Linked DNA regions of Mus musculus: regions 1 and 2 are each linked to region 3. A link is a contact called in public Hi-C and capture Hi-C data. All regions are on one chromosome and are shown on one strand. Each heading gives the region's core, a stretch centred on a gene start, on an enhancer-like site or on the middle of the called end of the contact. The rest is flanking DNA. Distances are from core to core; before and after follow the strand shown.

The links. Hi-C and Micro-C count contacts between places; a contact is called where the count stands out from the background. Capture Hi-C pulls out chosen DNA fragments and counts their contacts.
Region 1: a capture Hi-C map of macrophages shows a contact between it and region 3, with 3 times the contacts expected there. The contact joins the promoter of Mcur1 here to the promoter of Cd83 in region 3. A contact is called at or near these places in 4 of 39 promoter capture datasets (cranial neural crest, embryonic stem cells, hippocampal neurons and 1 more), 2 of 484 Hi-C or Micro-C datasets (muscle stem cells and natural killer cells), 4 of 115 datasets of contacts at active chromatin or transcription factors (CD8 T cells, bone marrow-derived dendritic cells, memory CD8 T cells and 1 more) and 3 of 9 other capture datasets (adipose tissue, embryonic stem cells and macrophages).
Region 2: a Hi-C map of uterus shows a contact between it and region 3, with 2.0 times the contacts expected there. The contact joins the enhancer-like site here to the promoter of Cd83 in region 3. A contact is called at or near these places in 2 of 39 promoter capture datasets (embryonic stem cells and hippocampal neurons) and 2 of 484 Hi-C or Micro-C datasets (cortical glia and uterus).

Annotation. Positions count from the first base shown.
Region 1 is chr13:43,557,794-43,561,710 of GRCm38.p6, forward strand. Mcur1 (mitochondrial calcium uniporter regulator 1) reads right to left here and starts at 2,398. Exons shown (of 9, transcript NM_001081059.3): 1 at 1,976-2,398. The coding sequence starts at 2,333.
Region 2 is chr13:44,025,104-44,028,852 of GRCm38.p6, forward strand. The region is part of intron 1 of Gm33489 (a long non-coding RNA gene); the gene reads right to left. Among named protein-coding and RNA genes, the nearest start is that of Gm33489, 18 kb to the right of the region's middle. Within about 2 kb of position 1,973, at least 29 of the 459 cell types and tissues checked have an H3K27ac peak or open chromatin away from gene starts, as enhancers often do. A contact at or near this core is called in uterus, where this site is marked.
Region 3 is chr13:43,783,344-43,786,867 of GRCm38.p6, forward strand. Cd83 (CD83 antigen) reads left to right here and starts at 1,769. Exons shown (of 5, transcript NM_009856.3): 1 at 1,769-1,907; 2 at 2,003-2,124. The coding sequence starts at 1,871.

The sequences.
Region 1 (3,917 bases), core at 1,148-3,647, 220 kb before region 3:
TATGTACCGTATGCGTGCCTGCCTGTAGACACCCCAGATTAATGTCTGGCATCTTTCCCGATCAATCTGTACCATATTCACTCAGGTAACATCTCTCGATTGAACCCAGAGCTCGTGGATACTGCTAGAGATCACCCACAACTGTACCTTCTGAGTGCTGGGATGACAGTCAGGTCACTGCGAAGCCTAGTATTTATGTGGGCTCTGGGGACCTCAACTCTGGTCCTCCTGCTCTAGTATTTTATTTACTGAGTTGGGTCCCCGGACCCACACACCACCACTGCTAGCAGTGGTTGGCACGTTTACGGTTTTTTTCTTTTCCTTTTTCCAGAAACAACCAGAAATAGCAAGCTTATTTCAAGAAAGTTGGCTTCTAAAAAGTAAGGAAAAGGGCTGGCTACTTGCCAATGGGAGTTCAACCCGAGAGGAAAGGGAATGCCACCTTGCCCTGTCACATTGAGGACCCAGTAGTTCTGAATTCCCAGGAATCACAACAGGAAGACATTAACTTGAGGAGTGTTAGAATGTAAGGAGTAATTCTCCTTTTTGGAGACCTTCCTTCGCCATAGCCAAAGGGTATTAAAATCCATAATTGTAAAAGAAGTCCAAAGATACCCTTGAATAGGCTAGAAACCAACTGCAAAATTTCAAGGCACACCATCCTGAGGTAGATCTGTCCCACTGTGGACCTCAGGCACAAAGCCAAACTAACAACCCCGGGGCCAAGAATAAAGGAGCAAAGTGCTGATGGCTTTAAAAGGGGGCACGAAAGTTTCCTAGTGTTTCTGCTGTGTCCCTTAAGATGTACGGAGCCTAACACTAAAACGGCACGATCTTGCTAACACAACGAGAAAGAACCTCCTTCTTTGCTCCCAAACCATAAATTATGAGCAAACACATTGGCAGGCAACAACAGCTTGTGAAAACTACAGCAAGCAGGGGTGTGGTAGCCCAGTCTTTAGTCCCAGTACTTAGGTGGCACGAGGGATCTCTGTGAGTTCGAGGCCAGCTCGGGCTACACAGTTCTCACCTGGTCTCAAGGCAGAACCAATGAAAAGAGCACACAGGATGGCAAGTTATGGGAAAAAGAAACCAGACAGATCTCCAACTCCCAATCCTACAAAACTCGGGCATAAAGCTCACTGCTCATTTTCCTATCTGCATATAAAGCGTCCTTCATTTTTCAGAACTATTAGGAGTTTCTCCTCTAGCCATATGTATTCTTAAATTTTAGATGCAGGTAATTCTCATAGAAAAAAAAATACAGACAACCAAAGCATGGGTGCATATGGCCACTAATGGCCAGAAACAGGTTACTCAAGAAGTAATTAAGCCACGTTTGCTGATTGGCCTGTGCGATAAGATTTTATCTACTATTTACTGTGAGCACATTCCAGCTAGTTTACTTTCTTATGCAGTTCAGCGGTGTCCCTCGCCTCCTTCAATTACCCAAATGACACATCAAAGCTCTGGTCACTCAATTTAAACGCACAGAGTTCTTCAAGTCTAAACATAAAGCCTCTATTTTTCTTTATACTATCTGTCAAATTAGTACAGTAAAATTAGCATGGATAAGTGTGTGTAGTCATATAGAAAAACACCTGCTGCATATCTTGCTTGAAGTAAGCTCCGGAAAGAAAAGATTTTGTTGAACAAATTACCCGAAACAGCTAGTAAAGTGCCAGGCAGAGAATGGGCGACAGCGGGCCATGAATGAATCAATAGTTTGGAATCAAAACGAAATGTCATCTCTTCATTCAGGGATCTGCGCCCCTCGGTCCTGAATGCACCGGCTTCTAGCACTTTTTCCACTTTTCCCTGGCTCCAACAGGTGTGCAAGGGCAGCCCCGAGTACGCGTGTCATCCGGAGCCAGGACACCGGGGCTCTGGGCTGCGAACCCTCGCCCTGGCGGCGTGGCTACAGCCCGGTCACCTGTGTGACCCGCTGTCCCTCCCTCCCTCCGTCCTTTCTCACCTCTCCGGCTGCTCGCAAGCGCGGCCACACGCCGGGCGCCCAGCCGCAGACGGCCCAGCGCGTTCCTGCCGGCGCCGAGCGCGGCCGCGGGGAGAACGAGCCCCGGGCGCGAGCGCTCAGCCAGCGTCCTACGCGGGGCGGTGGCAGTGGCGGTGGCGGCCAGGCGCGGGGAGGGCACGAGCAGGAGGAACAACAGCGGAGACGCGCGGGCCGCCCGTCCGCGAGGCCTCAGCCAGCTTCGTCCACCGGGCAGCGTGGAGACGCCCGGGCGCGCCGGAACTCCGCAGCCGGAGGACGGGAGCCGCTGGCGACTCGGTGTGCGCCTCGGCCGCTCGGCCGCCACGGAGCCGCTGTCCATCCCCGAGCGGGTCACAGGCCCGAGCGCGCACGCAGGTCGCTCCCGCGCGGCCCCGACTCCGAGTCGCCTCGGGAGCGAGCGTGGGCCGCCGCGCAGACCTGCCCTTTCCGCCGTCGCCACGCCTCCTCCCCATCGCCGCGGGCCTCGTCCCCGCCCTCCCTGGCCTCGCCCCTAGTCTGGTCGCCCCAGCCAGGCTCCTCCAGGCTTGCCCTCTGCCGGGTCCGCCTTTACATCCCCACGCCCCTGTTCCCTGCCTGTGGCCTGCCCTAACCTCGTCTCCCAGACAGGAACTAGGGTGAGCCTTAGCCATTTTCCGCTGCAGAATCACGTTGCTCTTTCGGCTCCTACGATTTACAGTTTCATTTCGCAGTTGCCCTTAAGAATGTTAATGGCTCCTTTGCCCTTCGCAGACCTTTGAGAAGTTCTTGACCAAGCTCGACTGGCTTAGATTTTTATTAACTAGCCGGGATCTCAAGTTCCCTAGGGTTGTATTTTAGGGACTTATTTACCGGGCATAGGGAACTATGCTTTCAGAGTCCATACACTCACAGCTAAATTTCCAGTTTTGATTTTGCTTTTCGTTTTTGAGACAAAGTTTCACTATGTAGCCTCCACTGTCCTGGAACTCTCTATGTAGACCAAGCAGACCTTGCCCGCTGACTGACGCGATTAAAGGCATGGACCACCACTTGGGACTACAGTTTTTGTTTTGGGTTAGAGCACATTAAAAGGTCCTAGTGTGGAAACGTAAAACGTAGTAGGGATATGAATGTTAAACTAGACTATGGCATAATAAGATATTTGAGACAGGCAGTGTTTTAGTTCCGAACTTTTTGAAAGACTGCTGCACTTTGCAGTTACCGGTCCTTTGTGTTATTTTGAGAAAGTTTGTTGGATGGATGAATAACAAGTACAAGGGACTATGCTGGGACAGAGAGAGGGAGGGGAAGGAAGGGGAGGGGAGGGGAGGGGAGGGGAGGAGAGGGGAGGAGAAAGAGAGAGAGAGGGAGGAGGACAGAGGAGAAAATGAAAGGACAAGACTGCCCCTCAGTATGTTGGTGGAGAGAGTCGCCAGAAAAGGGAAAGCATAGCCAGAGGCAAGAGACATCTGGGAAAGTCCAGAGGGTTGAACATGACCTTGAGCCTGGTCACGTGGGAGAAGTAGGAGGAGAGAGAGGCGAGCCAGGAGTTTAAAGGGTAGAGAAAAGGGGTTAGGTCACTAAAATGGTTGGATTATATGAAGAAGGGCATCTAAGAGAAGGGCAGCCCAGTCCCTGGACTGGAGACGTTAGGGTAGAGGGCAGACTAGGGCAAGGATCGGGTTAAGTAGTAAGCACTGACAGATGCTAAGAGAACCAGGGGCCAGGCCCGCTTTGAGGTGTTAAACAAGCACCTTAGTTAGCCCTTTGTCCTGGGTTTAAGACCTAACAGTTGTGTTCCTGAAGTGACCAGTACTTAGCGTTCCTCCTCCTCCTCCTCCTCCTCCTCCTCCTCCTCCTCCTCCTCCTCTTTTTTTAGCTAAGGGCTAAAAAATGTAGACAAACTGATGTGGAAAGTGCTGGGACCCATAATAAAAGAGCAGAG
Region 2 (3,749 bases), core at 723-3,222, 240 kb after region 3:
ATCTCAGGGATCAGGGTTTGGACAGAGGTAGGCAGATATTGGATGCATGCGGCCAGTCAGTCTAGCCAAAGCAGAGATATTTCAGGTTAGTGAAAGAAAGACAGTAGATATCAGAGATGAGAGAGAGAGAGAGAGCGAGAGAGAGAATCTTGCTAAAATTGCCAGTCCCTACAAGGACCGTGTAGATCAAGATTAATGAGTGTGTAGGAGGCAGAGTAAGGAGTGTGGTTATGGTCATGGTCTCTGACATATAGTCTCATTCCTCTGCTGTTGCTGTACCTGACAGCCACAGACCAGTTCATTTATAAAGCATAGAAGGTTATTTGGCTCATCATTCAGGAGGCTGAGAAGTCCAAGAGAAGCATAAATCTGGTGTCTGGTGTAGTTACCTTTTCCATCCTAACAAGATAGTGAGTCACGGGACAAGATTTGGATCTCTTCTTTTCAAGTCATTATTGCCCCCAATGGGACCCCACCCCACATGGCCTCATCTGATGCTAAGTACTTCCCAGAGTGTGGTATCAGGACCTCTGAAACCCATGACATCACATATAGGTGACAGTGAGGCTCGTATACCTGTTGCCAAGGCAACAGCCACCATATTCCCAGAATCCACTTGGCTCACCTCCCCCACCTTTACCTGTGTCTACATCACTACCCACATATAAAGGAAGGTCCCTCTGATCTCTCTCTCTCTTTCTCTTTCTCTCTCTTTCTTTCTCTTTTTCTCTCTTCCCCCACTTCTCTTTCTGCCACCACCTTGCCCTTTTCTCTCTCAATAAACCTCACGTGGAACTGTTTGGTTTGGTATGGTCTTTCTGGAGCCGCAGGACAATCACAACACAAAGACTCGCAAGTTCAAACTCCATTAAAGCTGTGAGTTTGGGCAGTAAGTGCCCTTCGGATGAAATATGGGGAAGGGGGACACTTAAATCACCCCCCTTTTCTGTCAGCATCTCTCTCTCTCTCTCTCTCTCTCTCTCTCTCTCTCACACACACACACACACACACACACACACCTTGAGCTAAAATATCACAGTTGGATCGCAAACAGAAGATCTTAGCCGTTTAGAGGGAAGTCCTTAGAGACCACACACCCTCTGACTTGTTTTACTAATTAAAAAAAAAAAAAAAGTGTTGGCAGGAGCAGTTGAAGACTCCTAGACAAGGAAACTGCCTCAGTCTTAGCATGTCAGAAGAGATGAGGCAAATCCTAGGGTCTGTCCCAGGAGAAAGCAAGGGCTACGGGTTTGTATTCCTGTGAGCTAGGCTGGGAGCCTGTGTAGGAAGAAGAAACATAACATTTGCTCCTCACTCCTCACGCTCGTCAGAGGTGGGCAATTCCTGAGCACTTGAGAATGGGCGGAACATCGACATGGTGGACATATCCTGCTTGGGGGAGGGGGCAGAAGTTATCTAAATTGACATGCTTTCCTGCGATTGCTTGTGGAAAACAATCACTTTTTGATGAGCCAGCAGCCTTATGAGAAGAAATTTATAGAGACCATTCCGGAGGGGAGGAGAGACACCCCCCTCCCAACCCAGCAGCATGGAACTGCGCAAGGAAATATTGCTTTCGAAACAACAACAACAAAACAATAAACTTTCTCCTGTGCTTTATATGTTGAAAGGGTTTGACTGTAAATCTTGGCTCTGACAGCTATCCTGGATCCGTCTGAGAGGCAGCCCACAGATTCAACAGGGCGAGAGAAAAACACTAAATCATAATCGCCTCATAAAAGCCAAGCCTGTTTTTCTGAGCGCTTGAGAACTGGTATAGCCTTTCAAAATATCATAAATCTATTGTGCTCGCTCCTATTTTACTTAACGGCCAATTAATGTTAGTGTTTAAGAGAATTAAAGCCAGGGCTGAGAACGGGGTGAGAGCAGGAGGAAAATGTCTTTAAACACGGGCTAGTGTGTAGACTGAACCGCACACCAAGCCCTCATTACAGATAGGCTCATTAAAATACTCTGCAGAGCCTGCCACCGCTGCTGCCGCGCACACCCGTCGGTGTGATCTTGCCCTCATTAGCATCCTGAAAAGGGAAAACATTTTGCAGCACAGTCTTCAGTCGGTTTTGATGTCCAACAGGATGACATCGGAATCGGATATGCTGGCTGAGGGTCTCTTTCCTTTCCTGGAGGTTCCCCCATGAGTGGAGGAATCGAGTCCCTGAAATGGTCAACAATACCATCTCATGGGGCAGTAACTTAGACATTAAATAAGGCTGACAGCCTGGCCAACACCACCAACACCATCACTAGACGCCAACACAGTCATGACCTTTGTCACACATTCTCCAGTGAAGACAATGCAAGCCCCTACTTGTCATTAGGGGTTCACCTGTCACCTGTCATTCTTACACCAGGGTTTTTTAGTACTGGTCTAAGTTCCAAGCAAAGGTTGAGGCAGTAGGTATGGGGACTTCTGGCTGAGGGACTGCTGGGTGGTGGGACTGCTGGGCAGAGCATAAATGTGAATACAAAATGATGCCGTTGGGTGCTGCCAAGTCCCAACTCAATGTTCTGCGTGGTGGTAACCGAAGACTTTATGTTAAACACCTGGACTCTGGCAGCCCTGAGAGGATAGGCTTAGCCACCTGTTCCAGGCTGCTGATTACAGAAATGAGCATGGCTGGGGGAACTGCTCAGCTGATAACTCCGGGTGTTCCATTGCTACTACCAAGTAAACTGAGTGCTTTTACCGGCACTAGGGAGGTGCAAGCATAACACCTATCCTCTAGGCTTGACCAATGTTTGTATGAGTCCTGTGTCACAAACAGGTTTCGGGGTCAGCTCTATTATTGTTAAAATTCGAGAGAACTCAGAATAAAAGGTTACAGAAGCAAATGCAGAACCAAAGAGGCACAAAATGGAGTGAGTTTGGCCAGTGACAAGTGCCTTCCTTTATGACTTCAGACGTGCCCACTCTTTGGGTCTTCATTCTTGGCACTAGAAAACGAAGATTACATGGGCCATCAGTCCATTCTAAAATTGCGCAGAATGATACTTTTATGGTATAGAAACTCCTCTGTAGTGAGATGATGCCCGTTTGTTATACCAGCAAGGGTGCCTGGGTAAGTGCAGTCTATTAGGACAACTCTGTAGTCATTAGAATAGACGACAACCAAGACGAATCAAGCAATAAGCCAGTGTGGCCACATCAGGATGAGATTACAAAACAGGAGCCATGGTTCATGAGGCTTGTCAGTGTAACCCTGAGCAAAGGCTTATGCAGGTGTGTGTGGGGGGCGGGGGTGGGGGGGGGTGTCGCAGAGAGCCCAACATGACTAAATAGTCCTCTAACTGCAAGAATGATAAAATTCTTACCTTCAGTTACTCTTCATTATTTTAAAGGGAGAAAAAAATCTGCAGTACACATTTAATTAGAAATTAAAAGTGAGCCACAAATGCCACGGAGGGGAATATCATTGGAATAGGAGAGTAGCTCACGTCTCCTGCATACTTTGGGGTTCAAGTTTAACGAATGGAAGTGAAAGCTGATCACTTGGCTAGTCATAGTAAACACGCCCCATCTCTCTTGGACTTCACTCCATCTCTCCTTAGCACACATAGCTGTACTTGTCAGGCCCAACCATTAAGTGCAGAAAACTCCAGTACAGTCATACATATGCCTTGCATTCTGGTTATAATGAGTAAGGGGTTGCATGTCCAGTACACAGAACTCAACCAATGCATGCTACTATCCCCCACCTCCATTAGAGAACCCGTTTTATGACTATACT
Region 3 (3,524 bases), core at 519-3,018:
TTCCCCACAGGACTGTGCACAGCTCCCCTACTTCCAAACAACCTGTGGGTAGCCTAGGACCCCACATCAAGCTTCAGAGCTTTGCAGTAAGTTTATCTCCCCTTAACGTCCATCAAACTTAGACTTTGTTCAGTCATGCGCTACTTCTATCTAATAGGAGAGTGGGATGGCTGATCCTGCCTGAACTGGTTCAGGGCGCATGTCCAGTAAGACAAACTGTTCCTTTGAAGTAAACTTTGGGGGAGAATCACCTTTTCCCTACCTTATACCTGTGTATAAGTGGGCATTCCTATAGCTTCCTTCAGAAATGGGACCCCTGATAGGTTGCCATGCTACAATGCACAGACCTACCCTCACATGCAATGGGCAGGACCAATTGGATTTGCTAGGATATGTGTGTGTGTGTATATATAATGTATATATGATGTATAAATGTATATATGATAAATATGTACATGTGATGTATATGTATATATGTACATGTATACGTGCATATGATGTATATATGATGTATAATGATTATATGATGTATATATGTATATTTGCATATGCATATGTGTATATATATGTATATATGTAATATATATGAGAGATTGAGAGAGAACATGAACTTGGGAGGGAGATGGAGGGAGGGATCTGGGAGGAGTTGGAGTTGGGGAGGTGGGGGGTGGACTTGGTAAAAACAAAATGCCTTCATATCTGAAGGAAAAAATAATAAAGTAAAAAAGCCATCCAAGTGCCCAACACTACCTAATGGGCTCTAATTTGTGGCCCAATGGAATATGGCACAGCCACCAAGCAGTTGCTGAAACTATTTTTAGTATTGTGAAACTGCTCGTAAACTGTTAAACTAAGCTAACACAGGATGAAAAAGATAATGGGAAGGGAACAGTATTAGAATGCTGTATAAGGGTACAGACATAGAATAGTCAGTACACCAAAATGTTAAGTGGGGTTGCTTCTGGGAATTAGAGGTGATTTGATCTATTTAAAAGAAAAATCTAATTTGAGATGGCCATACACTTCTGGATGTGGGCGTCCACTGGAGAATGATTGACCTGTGGGGGGAGGGTGGTCTCCCTCCTCCATAGCCGCCAACTATCCATAGCTCCCCAGTTAGGGGTGGGCAATTGTGAATCCCTTCCCCCAGTATGCTGAAAGGTTGCCTGCCTTGAGCATGTGAAAATCATCACTGCTCCTGTGACTTCAGAGTCATGTCCAGCAGACACCGTTCTCCTTCCAGATCTCTGGCACTTAAAATCTTTCTGTCCTGTCTTCCCCCTGGTCCCTGAGCCTTGGGGAGCAGATGCAAAGCAGATGGACTCAAGATTCTTTTAGACATTGTTTTCTAAAAGACTTATGAGCATGTGTGTAATTAATGCTTTAGTATAAAAAGATCTCCCTTGCTCAAACAACGTAAACAAGGCCGAGCGATAACCCGAAAGAAGGCAGCAAGCCAAGGACTGCAGGCGTTTGCCACTTCTCAGGAAGCCTAGGGTGTCTGTCCCTATCACAAAATCTGGAGAGTAGCAGGTCGCCACAGCCCTGGGTTTCAGAGGAAGCTGCCCACCCTATCTGAATCTGCATGACCCACTCGATGGGTTTGAGGGTCATCTAGCTGGGGTGGCGCGTGCCATCGCGGCTTCCGAAGCCTCAGGGCGCGGGGCGGTTCCGCGGAGCTGCTTGTTGCCGCTGGCCAGCCGCAGCAGCAACGCGGACTTGGGGACGCGCGCGGGGCGGGGACCAGGCTACCCGCCTCCTCCGACTGGGGAGTCCCCGGGGCCGGCGCGCGGGGAAGTCCCAAGCGCGGGTACAAGAGCACGGCGCGCGCCCAGGGGGCCGGCCCGGACAGTGTCGCAGCGCTCCAGCCATGTCGCAAGGCCTCCAGCTCCTGTTTCTAGGCTGCGGTACGGCCCCCAAGCCCGATCGCTCGGTGCTACCCGCGACCCCGCCTCGGTGGCCTTGCTTACGCCGCTCTGTTTCTCCCCCCTCTCTCTTGTAGCCTGCAGCCTGGCACCCGCGATGGCGATGCGGGAGGTGACGGTGGCTTGCTCCGAGACCGCCGACTTGCCTTGCACAGCGCCCTGGGACCCGCAGCTCTCCTATGCAGTGTCCTGGGCCAAGGTAAGCTCCACTGGGGTTTGCGCGGTCCCTTGCAGGGACAGTGGAAACAGGCACGTGAGAGACCGGGTCTCCAGGGGCCCTGGATTGGGCACTCCAACCATTCTGATACCCCATTTTCTCCCACCTCCCTTCATCCGCATCCATGGCCCACGCTCCCTTATGTTAGGATACAGATCATGATCAAAAGCGGCTTGGCGTGAATGATCCCACCAGAGGTTTCCAAGGGATTGGATCCATGTTACAGGGCACCTGTGGGTGCAGCCAGAGAGCTGCAGTGAAAGCAACATGGGCCTAGATTTGGGCATGGGACCGGGAGCATGTCCCTAGACTCCTGATTTCTTGTGCCTTGTGACCATGGCACCATCTCAAAGAGGGTCTCAGGTGGCTTAGGCTGGCCACAAGAGGTAGTTAGGAGCGATCATCTCTTTTCAGCTAAGGCTCGCTATTGGCTCGTCTGCCACCTTGCTTCTTCATGGAAGCCTCTGAGGGGTCGGGTCTGGCCAAGAATGAAGATTTCCTTAGAAATGTGCTGGAGCCCGAGGCCCAAACAGGAGAGACCGCATCTCTGCTTCTGTGGTGGGAAATTGAGTTGCACGCAGCAAGACATTTGAAAGGTTTCCTTTCAGTGAGAGCCCTCAGACTCCAACATTGTAATTCCTCTGGTATTTTAAAGCCCAGCTGCTGTAATTTAATAGAGCCGGCCTTTGCACCTCGGCTTTCAGCGAGGTTCCTTTGCACCTCGGCTTTCAGCGAGGTTCTGAGAGAGGCCACCTCCATCTGAAGGCAACATGAATTAAATCCCCCCCGGGGGTGGCTCTGAGGAGGAAGCCTCTGTATGCTCTCAGTTTTCAAGAAACACGGGACTGCCTTCTTCCCACAAAGAATGATGTTATGAGAAGTTTAAACGTGCGAGGCAGAATGGGAAGTGTGTGTGTGTATGTGTATGTGTGTGGTGGTGTGTTTACCCACTTTAGCCACTTGTCTGGCCTGGGGGGAAGGAGGGTGGCAGCTCAGCGGTGCAAGGCTTGCCCAACACACACAAAGTCCGAAGGTTTGAAATACTAAGCATCAAAGCAAAACCCAAACAACTCAACCAACTGAAGTGTTAATTCCCCAAAGATAATGACTTCCCTGTGCACTCTGCACTCTGCCCAGCGCCCAGGGTCCACCCTGTTACTGAATCTAAGTTTGTGTCAGGAAGGAGGTGATACCATGGAGATCTCAGGCCACTGCTGTGTAGAACAGTGTGTGTGTGTGTGTGTGTGTGTGTGTGTGTGTGTGTGTCCCCGCCCCTTTCTTTCTTGTTTCTCTTTTCTTCTGTCTGAGCTCAGTAAACCGGAGTCCAAGAATTGTTTGAGTAGGCAAAACAATAGCCCTTTAAAAATAGCGTCAAAACAACA